Regions from separate parts of the Mus musculus genome. Here all the other regions are linked to region 2. A link is a contact called in public HiChIP or PLAC-seq and promoter capture Hi-C data. All regions are on one chromosome and are shown on one strand. Each heading gives the region's core, a stretch centred on a gene start, on an enhancer-like site or on the middle of the called end of the contact. The rest is flanking DNA. Distances are from core to core; before and after follow the strand shown.

Region 1 (3,015 bases), core at 122-2,621, 360 kb before region 2:
TTTGCTTTAATAGCAGAGGGGGCCACCTTATCTTACACTCTGGGAGAGTGTGGGCGAGAAGGTTTGTTGACAGCTGGGAACAACATAAACGCTGCCATTGACTAGCCTCTAGTTCTGTTGGCAGTGATGATTCTGAGTCAGCTGTGGCTGATCTGCAGTCATTCTGTTCCCAGTCTGCTGCCAGCCATGATTTAGCTTAGAGCATCTAAAGGTTGCTAGGAGAAAAGTCAGTCAGTTGCTTAAATTGCCAGCTATATACACCTAACACCACTCTCCTGCCCACCACTGAGCTGTGGCTGCTAGGCACAAACGATCACTACTTATTTATTTATTAATATATTAAGCTGAACTGAGATTTGAATCTAGGGTCTCGTATATGCTGAAGCACTTTATCCTTTCGAACTATATTCCCCAGCCAATCACCATTTTCACTTTTAGAGATTTAGTCGTTTATTTATGTGTATAAGTGCTTGCCTGAGTATATTTATATATATATATATATACCACCACATGCCTGCAGTGCCCACAGCGGCCAGAAGAGGGCGCCGGATACCCTGAAACCAAAGTTACAGACAGATGTGAGCCACCTGACATGGATGATGGGACTTGAACCCGGGTCTTCTAGAAGAGCAAAAAAGTACTTTTAGCTGCTGAGCCATCTCTCCAGCCCCTTAACTTTTTATTCTGAGAAACAATTTCACTAAAGCACCCAGAATGGCCTTAAACTCACTGTAGCCCAGGCAGGCCTTGAACTTGTGTTCTTCTGGCCTTAGTTTCTGTAGTGGGTCAGATAATATACCTTATTTACATTATCTTTTTTAATTTTTAACTTTTTTGAGACAGAGTCTCAGGTGTTCCAGGCAGGCCTTGTATTCCCCACGTGAACAATATCCAGAGTATGGATCTATAGATGTGTACTACCATGCCTGGCTTCATGTGGTACTGATGCTGGTGATCGATCAATCCCAAGGCTTTGCTCAAGCCAAGCACACATTTTACTAACCAAGCTCAGCCTCAGCCTCATGGCTCACTTGTTTGTTTGTTTGTTTGGGTTTTTGTTTTGTTTTGTTTTTTGTTTTTAGGCAGGGCCTCATTGTGCAGCTCTGGTCTAGAACTTCCTATGTAGACCAGTGACCTTCAAACTCTCAGAGATCTACCTGCCCCTGCCTCCCAAGTGCTGGGATGAAAGCTGTGTACCTCCACGCCTGGCCTCGGTATTTTTCTTGTGAAAGTTTAGGTACTTTCTTGAAAGTCCCTGTCCCTTCTGCCCTGGCAGATCTTGCCCATCATGTCCTTGGAGACCAGAGGCTAAGTCTACTCAGGCACTAACCACCGCACATTTGAATTTTCCTCACTAGGCTGGCATCCCTGGCTCAAGTTACTTTGCTTCGTGGTTTAGGTGGGGTTTCTTCTCATTAGTCAGTCTACCCACACCGTTATGACCGACTGGTGCTTCCGGTTTGCAACTCCCGAGGTAATTGTCCAGCCATTATGTGCTGTCGCAAGGATCATCCACTCAGAATTGTGACTTCTCACTTGTAATGGAGCAGCCTTACCTCTGGATGTTGAATGCGTCCCTGGATGCTGCATAGCGTTTTAAGTGAGCCACGAGAAGTTCACAGGCTTGGCTGATGAGAGGTGTCATCTGATAATAGATAGCAGAGGTATAATTAGGGCATCGTGCCTAAATTGGCTGCCAATGATGGACAAGGTTATCCACAGTGCTTTCTAGGGAAACAGACTGTATTTCAAAGGTGCTTTTCACGAGGCGAAGATTAAGAAAGTATTCATAATATTTGTAAAATACAGTGTCCATAAATGCCTATCTTAAGCTCAAGTGAGCTTTCTGGGGTAGATGCACCAAAGGAGAAAGGACCAAACGTAGATCTGGTGAAATAATTATGAAAGCTATCACTAAGTGTTTAGACAAAACTTCAAATCGGTGCTTGGCTTCCTGGCGTGTGGTGAGCATTAGCAAGCAAGTAGACCACACTCTATATGTCCTGGCCCTGGAACTAGCCCAAGTCCGTGCATGCCTGTTCCAATTAAGTTTTCAGATCTCCCACCAGAACATAGACTCGAGTATCCGGAGGCACTGAGGGTCATCTGTTCCAACTTCTTAATTAAGGCAGAAGTTATCTTAATGGTATTTCTGAGAGAGGGGTTTTCATCTGTGTTTCAGCTGCTTACGCCTTCCAAGACAGGGTAACTCTTGACCTGCACGAGGAATTGTTGAATTCTTAACATTAAGAAGATATTTTATTGTGGAAAATTTCTAATGCCCAGAGAAAGATCTAGAGAGCAGCGCTGTGCACACCTCCGTGGTTCCAGCACATTTAGACAGCAGGCTTGGCTGCCCGTCCCTTTGACGTCCAAGACGTTCTCTTGGGTGGGTAGCACTCTTTAAGGGCTTTCATTCTCTCCTATATATTTGAAGGGCCAGGCTGGAACTGTCAAGGGGGATCTTTCAACTGAGTACACATCCTAGAACAGTGTCATATCTGAGGCAGAATACTGCTGTAGGTTCTTCTGAGCATTTATGGGACTAATACTTTGAAATGGTGCCTGATGTTTGGTTTTCATTATTATTACTATTATTAGAAAGAAACTTTAAAACTGTATTTAAATTAAATTTTTTTTTCAGATTTATTTGATTTTATGCACATGAGTGTTTTGCCTTCATGTGTATGTTCCACGTGCCAGCCTAGTCCTGTAGATGTCAGAGCGTAGCGGGTCCCCTGGAAACTGTAGTTACAGGTGGTTGTGAGCCACCATGTGGGTGCTGAAGCTGAACCTAGGTCCTCTGCAGGAGTGACAAGTGTTCTCAGCCTCTGACCCCCCACTCCACCCCCTATTTTACTTTTAAGATTATGTGCGTGTGTGTTCAGTGCAGGGAGCATTTCAGGTACCCACTGGAAGAGTTCTTGGGGAATCGGGAAGCTTGCGTTGTAGATGGTTGTAAGCCACACAGCACACACACACTGGCAACTGAAGTTGGGTTTGTTACAAGAGCAG
Region 2 (3,088 bases), core at 209-2,708:
AGACTTCCTTAGAGTCTGCACAGCCCTCCACAGGCAGTGCCTGGCCCTGGCACACAGACTTCAGCCAAAGGTTCTTCATGCTCTGCTGCCCCATCGCCTATCTGGGCACAGGTGGCCTTGTCCCTTCCAGGCCACCACCCACCTTCCTCACTACGCAGCCTTCCACAGCAGGTCCTCCCCATGGAGATCTGCTGACTTAACCCCTCGGCAGCACCTTCAAACAAACAAAACAACAACAAACTTCTGTAGCCTGGCCTGGGTGGTCTCTCAGATCTCTTGCTCATATTCTCTCTCCCCCTCCATCCCTCTTTTCTCATGCCCTCATCAGCACCCAGCACCCTAGGGTTCAGTTATCCACAAGGAACTGGCTAATTCCAGCCACCTCCTGTCGTCATTCCTTGACCTAGTGCACCCTCTCCTGTCTGTTCCACACCCCCAAAAGATGTCCTACTCTGAGATGCCCTCCTCTGACTCAGCCCCTAGTTAACGCTATCCAGTTCCTACTAGGTAGAAGCGTGAGAAGTACCTGGAAGCTGACCCTCCCTGTGTCCAACTCCTGCATCTCCCGAGCAACACTCACCACTCACTGGACGCCAACCCAAGTTTCCTAAAACAGTTTGTGAACTGAATGAAGTCTCTTCGCTCAGTGTCTTCTAGATAGCCTGAGGTCACTCCCTGAGCCAGTATAACAAGAAGGAATTGGTGGCATCCCAGAATGGTTAGGAAAGTCCTCTGGGGTTTCCTCTCCATCAACCCCATCACTAGCAGGGCGCCCCCAAGGTGCAGGGAATCAAAGCTTTTGCTTTTATGAGGCACTAAATGTTTTCTCTACTAGAGATTCAGGCTGCCACGAAGGTGCTTCACTTTCGGACCCAACTAAGGTTTGGAGCATAAAGCTTGCTCCAAGGTCAAAGAGGGATTTGGCAGCAAAGATTTGTCAAAACAATGACCTGAGGTGGTCCCCAGGGACCCCTTTCCCCTCCCATAGTGACATCTGCCTCCCCTGATACTAACGAATCCCCCTGATCCATTCCTCTGCGAGCTGTCAAGGTGACTGGCCATTTCCTGGGTCTTGACTCAGGGACCGGGGATGGAAGGCTGAGCGCTTACCCTCCAAGGCCGCCTTCCAGCTGGTGCTGCCCTCGTAGCCTGACCCGGATCGCCTCAGCAGCCCCTCTGGGCCACGGGCCTCTGCCTCCGCTGGAGAGCGCGGCCTGGGCGCAGCGGGCGCGGGACGAGCTGCGGGGGGCGGCGGGCGGGCGCGCGCGGGGGGCTCCCGGGCCGGCTCCATGCCGCGACGCGCGCGCGCTCCTGCACCGGGCAGCAGAGCCCGGCCCCACGCGCACTCCGCGCTGCGCGCGCCCCGCGGGCCGCCCAGGCCGGCTCGGTACTCCGGGACCGCGACGTCCGCAAGCCGGGGCTGAGCCCGGCTCCCGCGCCGGAGACGCTCAGGTCCCCGCCGTGCGCGCCGCAGCCTGCGCGCCGAGCCCCGCGCGGGGGAGGAGCCCGGGCTGCGAGGGAGCCGCGACCGCGGGGCGGGGTTGCGGGGAGGAAAGACAGCCCAGGCCACTGGCCCCGCCACCGGCTCCCTCGCAGCTGTGAGCCAAGGTGCTCCTCCTCCAGAGTCAGCTGCTGGGCATCTTCTAAAGTGGGGGGAGTTTCCCAAGACAAGGACCTGGGAAGGCTGCTCCTGGGGTGCCTTGGAGGCAGAGAACAAGGATGGGGGCTGGGACTTGTCACCCCCACCCCCACCGCATCCCCGACTCAGCGCTGCCATGGTCCAAGGGGACAGGGCCAAGCAGCACTGCAACCAGAGAGCCATACTGACCATCTATTGCGGTTCAGGGACTTTTCTCCACATTTTGTCTCTGTGTGACTGTTAACGTTTGCACATAGAAGCCGGAGGTCTTCATTGGGTATATTCACTCTCCACTTTTCTTTTTATTTTTAAATATAGGATATCACTATGCAGCCCTAGAACTTGCTATATAGACCTGGATGGCCTCTGACTCTAGCCTGCCTCTTCCCCTCAAGTGCTGAGATTAAAGTCATACACCTCCACACTTGATACCATCTTTTTTTTTTTTTTTCTTGAGCCAGGTTCCCTCATTCAACTTGGGGCCCACCAATTCAACTAAAGTGAGCTGGTCAACCTGCTTTACGGATAGGTCTGTCTCCCCACCCCACCTCCCACTTCCCACTGCTGGGTTAGCTGCTCAACACCAATGCAACTTTTTACTTGAGCACTGGGGATCTGAACTTAGTCCTTAGGCCTGTGCCACAAGCACTTTGCCTACGGAGTCATTCCCTCTGCCTCTCTTCTGAGAGTTTTGAGACTGAATCTCACTTATAACTCTGGCTGGCCTGGGGCTCGCAGTAGACCAGGCTAGCCTCCAGCAACTGTCCCCCTGCCTCTTCCTCCCAAGTGCCGGATGACACTCATGTGTCATCACAGCCTAGCTAAGCTGCAGGAACTTGTCACATGTCCCAGCCAGCTGAGAATGGACTTCAGGAAGCCTAGGGCACAGATGGGCCTGGGAGCCCAAGCCAGTCATCCAACTGCTTGGGACACAAAGCAGAAGAATTGAGAGTTCGAGGTCTGCCTGGGTGGGCTACATAGACTGAGGCCAAACTGAAATGTATAGCGAGGTCCTGTCTCAAGAAATAACCAATCAAAAGGGCCAAGGGAGTTCCTGAAGCAGCCGTGGCAGATTTGTGGTTGTCATGGAGATGTGAGGCATCTTGTAGGTCAGATGCCCTCTGTGACCTTTCCTAACCTCTTCTCTGACCTCTAGGAATCTACCATAGTCTCAGCCTCCAGTGTGGGTAATTCTCAGTGCGTGCTCCCACACCCCATGTGTGTGTGTGTGTGTGTGTGTGTGTGTGTGTGTGTGTTTGCTTGTGGATGTGATGTGAGCTCTCAGCTACTACTCTAGCACCAGACCCGCCTGGCTACTGCCATGCTTTTTGCTGTGATGGCCCTGGATTCTAACTCCCTGGAATTGTAAGATCCCTATAAACTCTTTCTTCTATAGGTTGTGCTGGTCATGATGTGTTTTCACAGCAATAGAAAAGTAACTAAAATACC
Region 3 (2,886 bases), core at 174-2,673, 310 kb before region 2:
TAGCAAAAGGAAACAGAATGAATGGTATGTATTTTCCTGCCCCCTGTTTCCTGCTCCCTGAGGTGGTGTGCTCAGCAGGTGGGAGCCATGCTCACCTGTCACCTGTTGTGGGGGACAGTTTTAGACACAAACTCTTCAGACTATGTTGCAGCTGAAACCTGGGAGTAAAATCTAGGTGATTATTATAATTCCCTATTGATTTAATCCTATCAATCCTATTAATTTAGAAGGAAATACGATTCTTGAAAGTGAAGCCAATAGGGTGCAAAGAAACGTCCCAAACCATGAAACTGGTCAGTGATGTGTGGCTAGGTTGTGGGTCTTCCTCAGAACCTTTGTGGTCACAGTCATTAGCACTGGTGCTTGCTTCCTGCCTGGCTCTGAGCCTCCTACACTAGTTCCACCACCACATTAAGTTTTGAAGAAAATGGAAGAGGAAGCCATCCTACTCACTTCTAGAACAGGAAACTAAGACTTGCCCAAGACAAGGACCGTCTGACCCTGCCTCAGAGGTGTCCGTCTCTCCAAGATGGCCAACCTTCCCTTTCTCCCCAGACTAGCCTGGTCTGTGAAATCCAGAGCAAGCAGGTGTGCAAAGGGGCCAGGCAGATTCCAGCCATATTGTCTGTATCGTTCCCCCCCCTCAGCTAACTGTGTCTTTTAAAGGTGCAGTTGGAGAACAGATTCTTGCTTAATGGACCAGAAACTCCTTTCCAGCCTAATGAAGGAGGTGAGGGCTCACTCCCCGCTAATCCAAGTTGCACGTTGACTACTATAGGGGCAAGAAATTCATAACCAATTATTCATTTATATTTATTTATGCACATAATAATGTGCTTATTCAACCCCAAAGCACCTGGTTGAAGAGAAAATGTAGGCGAACCAATGAAGTATTGTGCAGTTAAAAATAACACTTATTTGACTTGCTTAATTGGTGGTTTTCTTTTATTTTTCTCTTAAAACACACACACACACACAAAACCACCACTGACCAGTCTAACCAAAATAGCACTGGTGCCTTCTTTCTGGGAATCATGACAAGCAAGACTGTTAGCATTAGCCTGGGGGCTGCCTGGCCTTGTTCCAGAAGGCCTACCTCTGGTAGAGGTGACCAAACTATGGGGCTGTTCACGGGATAGCAGTGGGGACATGTCACTCAAAGTCATATGGAAAGGCCCAGGCTCCACAACTAGATGGAAGTGTGCCTTGTAAAAATAGCACTGTGGGCCTGTTAATAAATAACAGTCAACTCCAGCATTAATTAGTACATTCAAGAAGTGTTTATTGAGCACATACTCTGCCAGGCACCCAGCTGACAAATTCTTGCAAGTCTGGAGAAAAATATACTGGGTGTGTATCTGAAGCAGAGAATTGTGGCCACTTCCCCTTTTCTCAGTCGTTGTTTCTTTAATGTCTCAGGATTTTGAAGTGTGTTCGTGACTTTTTGGAAGAAGTAGGAAGTGGGGTGTTGCTGGGTTGGCCTACTGAGGCTGTCAGGGGTCAGGGCTGAGGTGACAGTGCTGTGTCTTTGGGCACTGGAGCCTTGGGGACTCAGATCCAGGCCTTGTTTGTAATTAATAGCTCTGCTACCTTGAACAAATCATGTCTACTTTGAGGTCATGGTGAAGGTCAGCAGGAAGTTGGTCAGCAATGAAGCTGCTATTAGTGTGGACAGTGAACGGTGATGGCCCCTGACTATGAGAAATGAACTTATGGGTGCCCATGAGGGGATGAGCAGGTTCCCGATAAAGGCCTGACACCCCCACATCAGCAGAAGGGATCTGAACATGTGCATGATTGACAGGACCTGCCATGCACCACTAGACACCAGGTATCTAACAAATCCATGCCTTGGCAACAGCCGCCTTACTTCCTAGCAGTAAAAGATGCTACACGGCAGTCGCTGTCAGGGCCTCCACCTCACCTTGGCCAGATACAGAAATATCAGGAAGCCCCACGGGAAAAGGTGGCCGTGTGCTCTGGCAATGAATGCGACTCACAAATTCCAAGAAGTCCAGAGAAAGTTAATGAGAGTTAGCTGCTCTTGGACATTTGGCTTAAGCAGCGACTCCTGGACTCACAGCTACCCTGGGTTAGCAGCTTCCCCTGGGTTAATGGCCCCTGGGCTAGCTGCTCCTCTTGGTATGGCAGCCCCTCAGTGCTAGAGAGAAGCTATAATTTCCATATTACAAGTGGAAGGTACTGGAATCACTTTCTAACCCTCATGCCAACTGTATTTGAGCTTTGCTGCTTTTACTTGCAGTGGCTCTCAGCAGGGTGGTGGGTGGTTGGGTGGGGGTGGGCATCTGTTTCTACAAGGCCAATTCCCACGAAGGCCAAACCTACCTTCAGGGGACAGAAGGTGAGTATGTCACTGCACTCTCTGTAAGCTCTGATGGGTTTCCATTATTTGAAACAAGTGCCAGTTCCTTGGCCTTTAACCAGAGCCCTTCTGTTTTCCTACCAAAGTTCATGGATTCCTTTACAGCATCTGGTGAGCCAAAAGAATTACTTACCACTCTTGTTCTCTGAGTTGCTAGGTCCAACAATAAGACTCATGTTCTAACAACATAGTTGTCAGTTAAAGGGACACCCTTTCTACTGACCCCCTGACTGTCTTCCTAGCTTGTGTAACTCCTCTCTGGGGCTAGCATACAGTCTTAGATCGAGAGGGACAAAGTGTCACTGTGGGGAGTTGGATGCATAGAATCCTCAAACCACCTTTGACCTCAAGCCAAGGCTTCTGCCAAAATATCATCTCAACCAGTTTCCATGCTGTGGAGATCCTGAGATGGGTTTCCCAGAGGTCTCCTCAGGGAATGGTCTGCCATCTACTGCAGAGACAGCTAGTGCTATTCCTTCAGCTATAGGAAGCATTGACACCTG

What was found. Promoter capture Hi-C pulls out the DNA fragments that hold promoters and counts their contacts. HiChIP or PLAC-seq counts read pairs in DNA pulled down with a chosen protein or histone mark.
Region 1: a contact with region 2 is called in an H3K27ac HiChIP or PLAC-seq map of acute myeloid leukemia, with 6 times the contacts expected there. The contact joins the enhancer-like site here to the promoter of Clec2l in region 2. A contact is called at or near these places in 20 of 39 promoter capture datasets (the 3T3-L1 cell line, 3T3-L1-derived adipocytes, the C10 cell line and 12 more), 3 of 15 datasets of contacts at CTCF or cohesin (the G1E-ER4 cell line, embryonic stem cells and large pre-B cells), 13 of 484 Hi-C or Micro-C datasets (the Ba/F3 cell line, bone marrow-derived macrophages, embryonic stem cells and 1 more), 4 of 115 datasets of contacts at active chromatin or transcription factors (acute myeloid leukemia, embryonic stem cells and stem cell-derived neural progenitor cells) and 3 of 9 other capture datasets (adipose tissue, liver and pancreatic islet).
Region 3: a contact with region 2 is called in a promoter capture Hi-C map of hematopoietic stem and progenitor cells, with 4 times the contacts expected there. The contact joins the enhancer-like site here to the promoter of Clec2l in region 2. A contact is called at or near these places in 9 of 39 promoter capture datasets (cranial neural crest, embryonic stem cells, hematopoietic stem and progenitor cells and 4 more), 1 of 15 datasets of contacts at CTCF or cohesin (embryonic stem cells), 2 of 115 datasets of contacts at active chromatin or transcription factors (acute myeloid leukemia and stem cell-derived neural progenitor cells) and 3 of 9 other capture datasets (adipose tissue, embryonic stem cells and liver).

The regions. Positions count from the first base shown.
Region 1 is chr6:39,016,522-39,019,536 of GRCm38.p6, reverse strand. Tbxas1 (thromboxane A synthase 1, platelet) reads right to left here. Exons shown (of 13, transcript NM_011539.3): 6 at 1,557-1,645. Among named protein-coding and RNA genes, the nearest start is that of Gm23010, 4.4 kb to the right of the region's middle. Within about 2 kb of position 1,371, at least 11 of the 459 cell types and tissues checked have an H3K27ac peak or open chromatin away from gene starts, as enhancers often do. A contact at or near this core is called in acute myeloid leukemia, where this site is marked.
Region 2 is chr6:38,661,439-38,664,526 of GRCm38.p6, reverse strand. Clec2l (C-type lectin domain family 2, member L) reads right to left here and starts at 1,458. Exons shown (of 5, transcript NM_001101507.1): 1 at 1,111-1,458. The coding sequence starts at 1,291. RefSeq lists an enhancer at 1-526.
Region 3 is chr6:38,972,583-38,975,468 of GRCm38.p6, reverse strand. The region is part of intron 3 of Tbxas1 (thromboxane A synthase 1, platelet); the gene reads right to left. Among named protein-coding and RNA genes, the nearest start is that of Gm52859, 8.1 kb to the right of the region's middle. Within about 2 kb of position 1,423, at least 80 of the 459 cell types and tissues checked have an H3K27ac peak or open chromatin away from gene starts, as enhancers often do. A contact at or near this core is called in acute myeloid leukemia, adipose tissue, hematopoietic stem and progenitor cells and 1 more, where this site is marked.